Linked DNA regions of Macaca mulatta: region 1 is linked to region 2. A link is a contact called in public Hi-C data. All regions are on one chromosome and are shown on one strand. Each heading gives the region's core, a stretch centred on a gene start, on an enhancer-like site or on the middle of the called end of the contact. The rest is flanking DNA. Distances are from core to core; before and after follow the strand shown.

Evidence for each region. Hi-C and Micro-C count contacts between places; a contact is called where the count stands out from the background.
Region 1: a Hi-C map of CD4 T cells shows a contact between it and region 2, with 4 times the contacts expected there. The contact joins the promoter of TOB1 here to the enhancer-like site in region 2. A contact is called at or near these places in 7 of 14 Hi-C or Micro-C datasets (CD4 T cells, blood, cortical neurons and 4 more).

What each region holds. Positions count from the first base shown.
Region 1 is chr16:59,144,482-59,147,801 of T2T-MMU8v2.0, forward strand. It overlaps TOB1 (transducer of ERBB2, 1), which reads left to right and starts at 1,462. Exons shown (of 2, transcript XM_077971138.1): 1 at 1,462-1,758. It overlaps LOC106993998 (a long non-coding RNA gene), which reads right to left and starts at 114. Exons shown (of 2, transcript XR_013406503.1): 1 at 1-114.
Region 2 is chr16:59,068,316-59,071,759 of T2T-MMU8v2.0, forward strand. No RefSeq gene overlaps it. Among named protein-coding and RNA genes, the nearest start is that of TOB1, 76 kb to the right of the region's middle. Within about 2 kb of position 1,481, at least 12 of the 40 cell types and tissues checked have an H3K27ac peak or open chromatin away from gene starts, as enhancers often do. A contact at or near this core is called in CD4 T cells, where this site is marked.

The sequences.
Region 1 (3,320 bases), core at 212-2,711, 76 kb after region 2:
GAGCTGCGGTTTAACTTCCTTATAGCAGGTTGAGAGTGCAGGCCCCGTTTGGAGGGGAAGGCGGCGCCCCAACGGGTGTTTTCCCAGGAAGTGCTCCAAGAATGGAGAGGAAAGGGGAAAGGGGAAAGGGGAAGGCCAGGCGATGGGCGTTTCATTCATTGCTTCTTTCTCCCCATCCCCTCCTTCGTTCCCCGCCAACTTTCCCCTTTTCCCAGTCGGAGTTTGACGTCGGTCTCCTGGATACCAGGCAGCCAATCGCTTGGTTGCGAAGGGACCAGCGCGGCCAATCAGGCGTCGTTGCTACCTGTGAGTAGTATTTTTAGCTGAGAGGGACGCTCGATTCCACTCTCGATGTAATTTCGTGTATTTCTCTGGGGCAGGTTGTGAAAAAGGCACTTACCCGCCCCCCGCCACGAGTCCCTCTCTTACCCCACTCCCTAGGTACCCGCACATATTTCAGCAGAGAATGATTTTAAACGCACTCTACAGGCAGGCACCGCGTTTATTCTGTGCACCTGCGTTCCAGCAAGCCCTAGAAATGCACACATGCGTGTGTGTGTAGACATGGACACAGATACATACGCAATTTGGCCTCGTGTCGCCACACCCTGGGCACGGCGTGGGCTGGGACATTTGGAATAAACGGATCCGAGTCGCAGCCAGGGTCTCACCGGGAGGCCTGAGGCTGCGGAAGCAGTTAAACTGCCGGCGGGGCGGGAGCTGTGGCGGCCTCCCTTCCCCACCCCCAGCCCGGCTCCACGGCTTTGGGTTCTGCAGCTGCCACTGTCTGGGTGGCGGTTGGCCTAGGCCTTAGGGTGATTAATATTCAATTAATCGGGTGCACGAATCCCGGTCACAGTTTGCCCTTTCTCTACCCCGCCCTGGGGTGGGCTGGAGGCTGATTTAGTAGCTATTCCACGAGCGGGATCCTCCTTGGCTGCAGCCCCACGCGGAAAGGGCATTTTCTGGGTACCCTTGCCGCCCTCCCGGAGTCCTGGGCTCCTCCAGCCCCGGTTCTCCTTGGCCGCTTCGCCACCGGCTTCGCCCTCCTCCCCCTCTGCCCGGCGCTCTCCGCCTAAACCGGGCGTCAGCCGCCCTACCCCACCCCTTTCTCTCTTTGGCACGTCTCCCCCCACAGTCCCTTTCCAAACGTTCTCTTCATTCCGTCCCCAGTGCTCCGATTGTCGGTTCATTGGCCCTCCTGGAGCCCGGAGGGTGCGGCTTCCCCACCCCTGCGTCCACCGCGCGTCCGGACAGGGGCAGGCGGGACTTGGCCAATGGCGTCGGGGGGCAGGGCAGGGGCGGAGCCGGCCGGCGGGGGACCGGGGTGCGGGGCGGGGAGCGCGGGGAATGGCTGCGCCGCGGGAGCTGTGTGACGCTTGGCGGGCGCGCGCACCTCGACGGAGGGGGATGGGGGCGGGGAGGAGGCCATAAAACGAGAGGCGGGGCGCGCGCCGCGGCAGAAGGAGCGAAGCTCTGGCCCGGCGTGGAGCGGGCGCACTACGGGGACGCTGGGCCGGGCACCGGGCTGTGTGGAGAAGTGAGCGCGCTCGTCTGACCCCCGTGCCCGCCACCCCGAGCCACCATCGGCGAGTTCCCAAGGCCCGCCCGAGGCCTCCGTCCTCTGCCCTCAGCCCCGCAGCGGCGACGTCTTGCACTCGGCGAGCTCGCCGCTCCCGACCCTCCCGCGCCCCCGCCCTGTCGCGCTGCTCCCCGCCCAGCCGCGGGTCTGTGGTCCAAGCCGCCCCGAAGCAGCCCGTAAGTATCTCGGGGCGCCGGGCGGGGTTGGCAAGGAGACAGGAGCCCCGGGCCCAGGCGGCGGAGGAGGGGCTGCAGCGGCGTCGAGCTCCGGGCCCTCGGGAGCTCGGGGACGGCGGGGTCGCGGCCCTGGGCGCCGAGGGGGCAGCGCCGGGACCCGAGGGGAGCGGCTCCGAGGGGCCACCGACGCGTCGGACTCGGCTCGGGCAGTTGACCGGGGACGGGCGGCCCGGGGCGTGCTGACGGGAATCGGGGGGTTGGGGCGCCCAGGGGAGCGACGAGCTCGCGGTGGAACGCTGGGGTTCGAGGGGCCGGTGGCCGCGAGGCTGAAAATGGTGCCGGGGAACCGGTGCTCCCCCAGGCTCTGACCGGGTCCCAGGAGCCCGGGGCGGGTGCCGGGGGGCGGGGAGCGGCGGGTCGGGTTACGGCGGGGGAGGGGAGCGGCTGACCCGGCGCCCCGACCTGCTCGGTGCTGGGTGCCCAGCCGGGAGAGGTTGCTCTTCCATTTCCCGGGCCTTCCTCCTCCTCCTCCTCCTCCTCCTAGGAGGCTCGTACTCTCTTCCTCCTCCACCTCCACCTCCTCTTGCTGTTGCTGCTGCTGTAGCGCTTGGGCTCCGAGGGCTGTGAGCAGAAATCTAATGAGATCTAACTGGCTGTTTATGTAATTCTTCACACTCCTGCCTGTCTTAAGGCGTTGCTTTGTAACTACCTTCCACCGAGCCTGAATTTTGCTTGGCTGCACCTTCAAGCAATTGGGCTTAATCAGCTGCCTCTGCCGGCACTCAGGCTTTTGACTTGGAAAGTGTTTTTAGTTTGGGGGCAGCCAGGGATTCTTTTTCCCTTTGTTACCACGAATATGGAAAATAGAACAGACGAATTAAAACCAACTTGATTTTTAAACGTCCTTTTAAATCAACTTCAGTGTGCAAATAGATCCCTTTCGCAAATATCTTCTGTTTGCCCTTGATCTTTTCTTATCCCCACCCAGTGCTGATCCAGCAAACGTTTAAAGGTCGACCTTACCATACTTGCTTCTCCGGCTGTTACCGTGGGAGGGAGGGAGGGAGGGAGGACGGACGGAGGTTTTTAAAAATCAGACTAAAACTCAGAAACCCTGGCCTTTAAACAGAATAATCAATAGTTTTAATTTGTGTCGTTGCTTTTGTTATACTTGCTACCTAATAGGAATTTTCAGATTTAGAAAAATACACATTGAAAACAAAAGACCCAGAGAAGCTGGATTTTGTTATATTGTGCTCTTTATATACTTAAGGCCGAAACTATATAGAATAATTTGGTTCATAATTATTCACTAGGATGAAATTCATTTAGTACTCAGTGTCTTTAATTTTAGCATCATGTACTATGGAAATTAAAATGATTTTCCTAACTTACCAGATTTTTAAATGTCAATGACAGAGCAGATTTAAATAGTATATGTCCAAAGTAAACTAAAACGTGGATTCACTTCTAAGTTGGTGAATAACAATAAAAATTACTACCTAAAAGTGGCATCTATATATATGGGGATGGGGGGAGGATGCTGAGTACAATAAATATTC
Region 2 (3,444 bases), core at 231-2,730:
CCCTGGGTGCAAGGTCATTTAAGCTAGGCAGGGGGTACACACGCTGTTGGGCCTACGCCTTCACAGGCCCAGGATGTTAGTGTCTCACATAGCCTTGGCCTTGCTCAGCAAATACCCAGCGCAGGCTGCAGTTCTACAATGCATCATCAGCCCAGCCCTCCCACTCCCTGCCTCAGTCTCCCTCCCCAGGACTCACACATCAAGGCCCTCAGCAACTGCCTCCATCACAGAGCCCCAGGCTCCAGGGAAGGACTTTTTCTCTTGGACTGTCAACTCCACAGGATAAGGATTTTTGCCTGGCAAGGTGCCTGGCACCTAGCAGGTACCTTTAAAAAGAGGTGTTGAGGCTGGGCACAGTGGCTCACGCCTGTAATCCCAGCACTTTGGGAGGCCAAGGCGGGCGGATCACAAGGTCAGGAGTTCGAGACCAGCCTGGCCAATATGGTGAAACCCCATCTCTACTAAAAATACAAAAATTAGCCAGGCGTGGTGGCAGGCACCTGTAGTCCCAGCTACTCAGGAGACTGAGGCAGGGGAATTGCTTGAACTCAGGAGGTAGAGGTTGCTGTGAGCTGAGATCATACGACTGCACTCCAGCCTGGGCGACGGAGTGAGACTCCGACTCAAAAAAAAAAAAAAGTTTTGAATGGTCCAGGCGCTCAGTGGCTCATGCCTGTAATCCCAACATTTTGGGAGGCCAAAGCAGGAGGATCACTTGAGGCCAGAAGTTCGAGACCAGCTTGGGGAACATAGCAAAACCTTCTCTACAAAAAATTTTACAATTAGCTGGGCATGGTGGCGCATACCTGTAGTCAGCTACTCAGAGACTGAGGCAAGAGGCTCACTTGAGCCTGGGAGTTTGAGGCTGCAGTGAGCTTTGATCCCACCACTGCACTCCAGCCTGGGTTGACAGAGCAAGACCCTGTCTCAAAAATAAATACATATCATAAAAATGTGTTGAATGAATGGGCCAATCTTCCAACCCCAGCCTCCTTTCACGAGGCTTCTCCAGACCAGAATCAGGAGTTCTGGGAGCCAACGGGGAAAACCAGGCAGGAGTCGGGGTCCGCCGTGGATGGCTGTGGGACCCCGATGCAGCCACCTTTCCCGCTGGCCTTTAGCTACCATCGAGCAACGACGGCCTGGCTGATGGAGGATGCCGTCTGCAGCCTGTGATTCTGGGACCACCTGTGCAGGTGCTGCCGCAACCAGGGTTGGCTGGTCCCCACTGGCTTAGGAGACGGCACCCCTTTGGGCAGACCCGGGCTGGGGAGCCCTATATTGTAAATAAGGGAGTCACTCAGAATAGACCAGGACATTGGTCACTCGGGAAGCTCCTGCTCCCCCTCTCCCCACCACCCGCACTCCACCGCCCGCCACTCACACGTGGCGGGGCCGCCGCAGGAGCGCAGGGAGGCTCCGGGTCAACATCCTGCTTCCTGCAGGGCCTCCCGCGGGGCGGGCCGGGGAGGGCGCACAGAGGGGTGTTTGTTCGCAGCGGGCGGCGGGGAGGAGATAGATGCTAATCGCTGCAGATCGCCGGCCCCAGCTTAAGGTCAGGAGGTAACGCGACCCGCGGTTATAAATAACCGCTCCGGGCGGCGGCGGAGGGCAGCGCGCTGGACCCGCGCCCCTCGCCGGCCGCCGGGCCGGCTTAATTACCGCCCTCCCCTGCCCGACCGCGGGCACCTGAACCCCGACAGCAGAGCGCGGCGACCTCTGGGGCTGGCGCGCAAGGTCAGACTAGGTCCAGGGCTTCCCTGCCCTCTGCGGAGGGTGGGGAGAGGCTGGGGACCCTGGAGCACCGGCAGCCCCACTGCCACCCCCGACCAGGGGCAAGAAGGTGGAGGGAGGCCAACGGTCACAACCCGGGGACCCAGGCGGCTTGCGCCCCTGCACTCTCGCCTCCGCACCAAGCCTGTGGTGGCCAATGGCAAGGGAGGCCCGGAGTAACTCAGCCAGTGAGGGCCAGGCTGCAGCTAACACTGGTCCTGCTTCTGGGGCCCACACAGGCCTGGTCTGTGATGGTGGGACTTACCAGAGCTCAGTGAAAAGAAAATCCCTGAGTCTGGGGCTTCAGGAGTCTCAAGCTGGGGAGGGACTCTGGTAGCACCCACGAGGGGACACGTGGTTGTGCCCCAGGGAGGCCAGCCACCTGCTCTCCACCTGCCCTTGGACAGAAAAGGGAGGTGGATTTAACCTGCTCCAAGAGACATGACTTTTATTTTAAACACTTTTTAAAATGGAAGTTAAGCACACACACAGAACATTGCACAAATCAAAGTGTACCACTGAAAGAATTTGCACATGCTTTGCATACCCATACAACCAGCACCCAAATTGAAAAACAGCACCTCACCGGCACCCAAGACCCCTTCCGCCTACTATCCCCGAGTCCAGCCTCTCTCCTTACTCAGCCCACAGGCACTCTGGCCTGCTTCTGAACTGTGTGTAGATGGAGCACAGTAGTGCTCTGTGAACTGTATGAGGATACAGTGGGTGCCGTTTTGTGTCTGGTTTCTTTTGTTCAGTATTATGTTTGTGAGGTTTGTCCGTACTCTCACAGGCAGTCAAGGGCTGTTCGTCCCCATTGCTGGTAGCTTGCCATTGTGTGACTCTGTTAAAATGTATTCACCCATGTTACTGCTGATGGACATTTGGGGAGGTTCCAGTTCCTGGCTATGGTGAATAGTGCCACTATGAACATTCTAGTTCCTGTGTTTTGTGAACATATGAATGCGTTTCTGTTGGGTGAATACCTAGGGCAGGGATGGCAGGGCCCGGGTGTGTGTCTGGTCAGCTTTGGAAGATACAGGAAGTGTTACTTTTTAATCAACATTTCAGTAAAAATGATTTTCCAAGGTAAGTTTTTGTTTCCCATTCTATTAAAAAAAAAAAAAAAAGATAGGCAGTGGCTCATGCCTATAATCCCAGCACTTTGGGAGGCCGAAGTGGGTGGATCACTTGAAGCCAGAAGTTCGAGACCAGCCTGGCCAACATGGTGAAACCCTGTCTCTACAAAAATACAAAAATTGGCCGGATGTGGTGGGCACCTGTAATCCCAGCTACTTGGGAGGCTGAGGCATGAGAATCACTTGAACCCAGGAGGTAGAGGTTGCAGTAAGCCAAGATCATACCATTGCACTCCAGCCTGGGGGATAGAGCGAGACTCTGTTTCAAAAAAGAAAGAGAAAGAAAAGACAGAAGAAAGAGAGAAAGAGAGAGAGGGAGGGAGGGAGGGAGGGAGGGAGGGAGGGAGGAAGGAAGGAAGGAAGGAAGGAAGGAAGGAAGGAAGGAAGGAAGGAAGGAAGGAAGGAGAGAAAAATTAGTCAGGTGTGGTGATGCACACCTGTGGTCTCAGCTACTTTCAGGCTGAGTCGGGAGGATCACTTGAACCTGGGAGGTTGAGGCTGAAGTCAGCCATAATTGCACCACTGCCCTCCG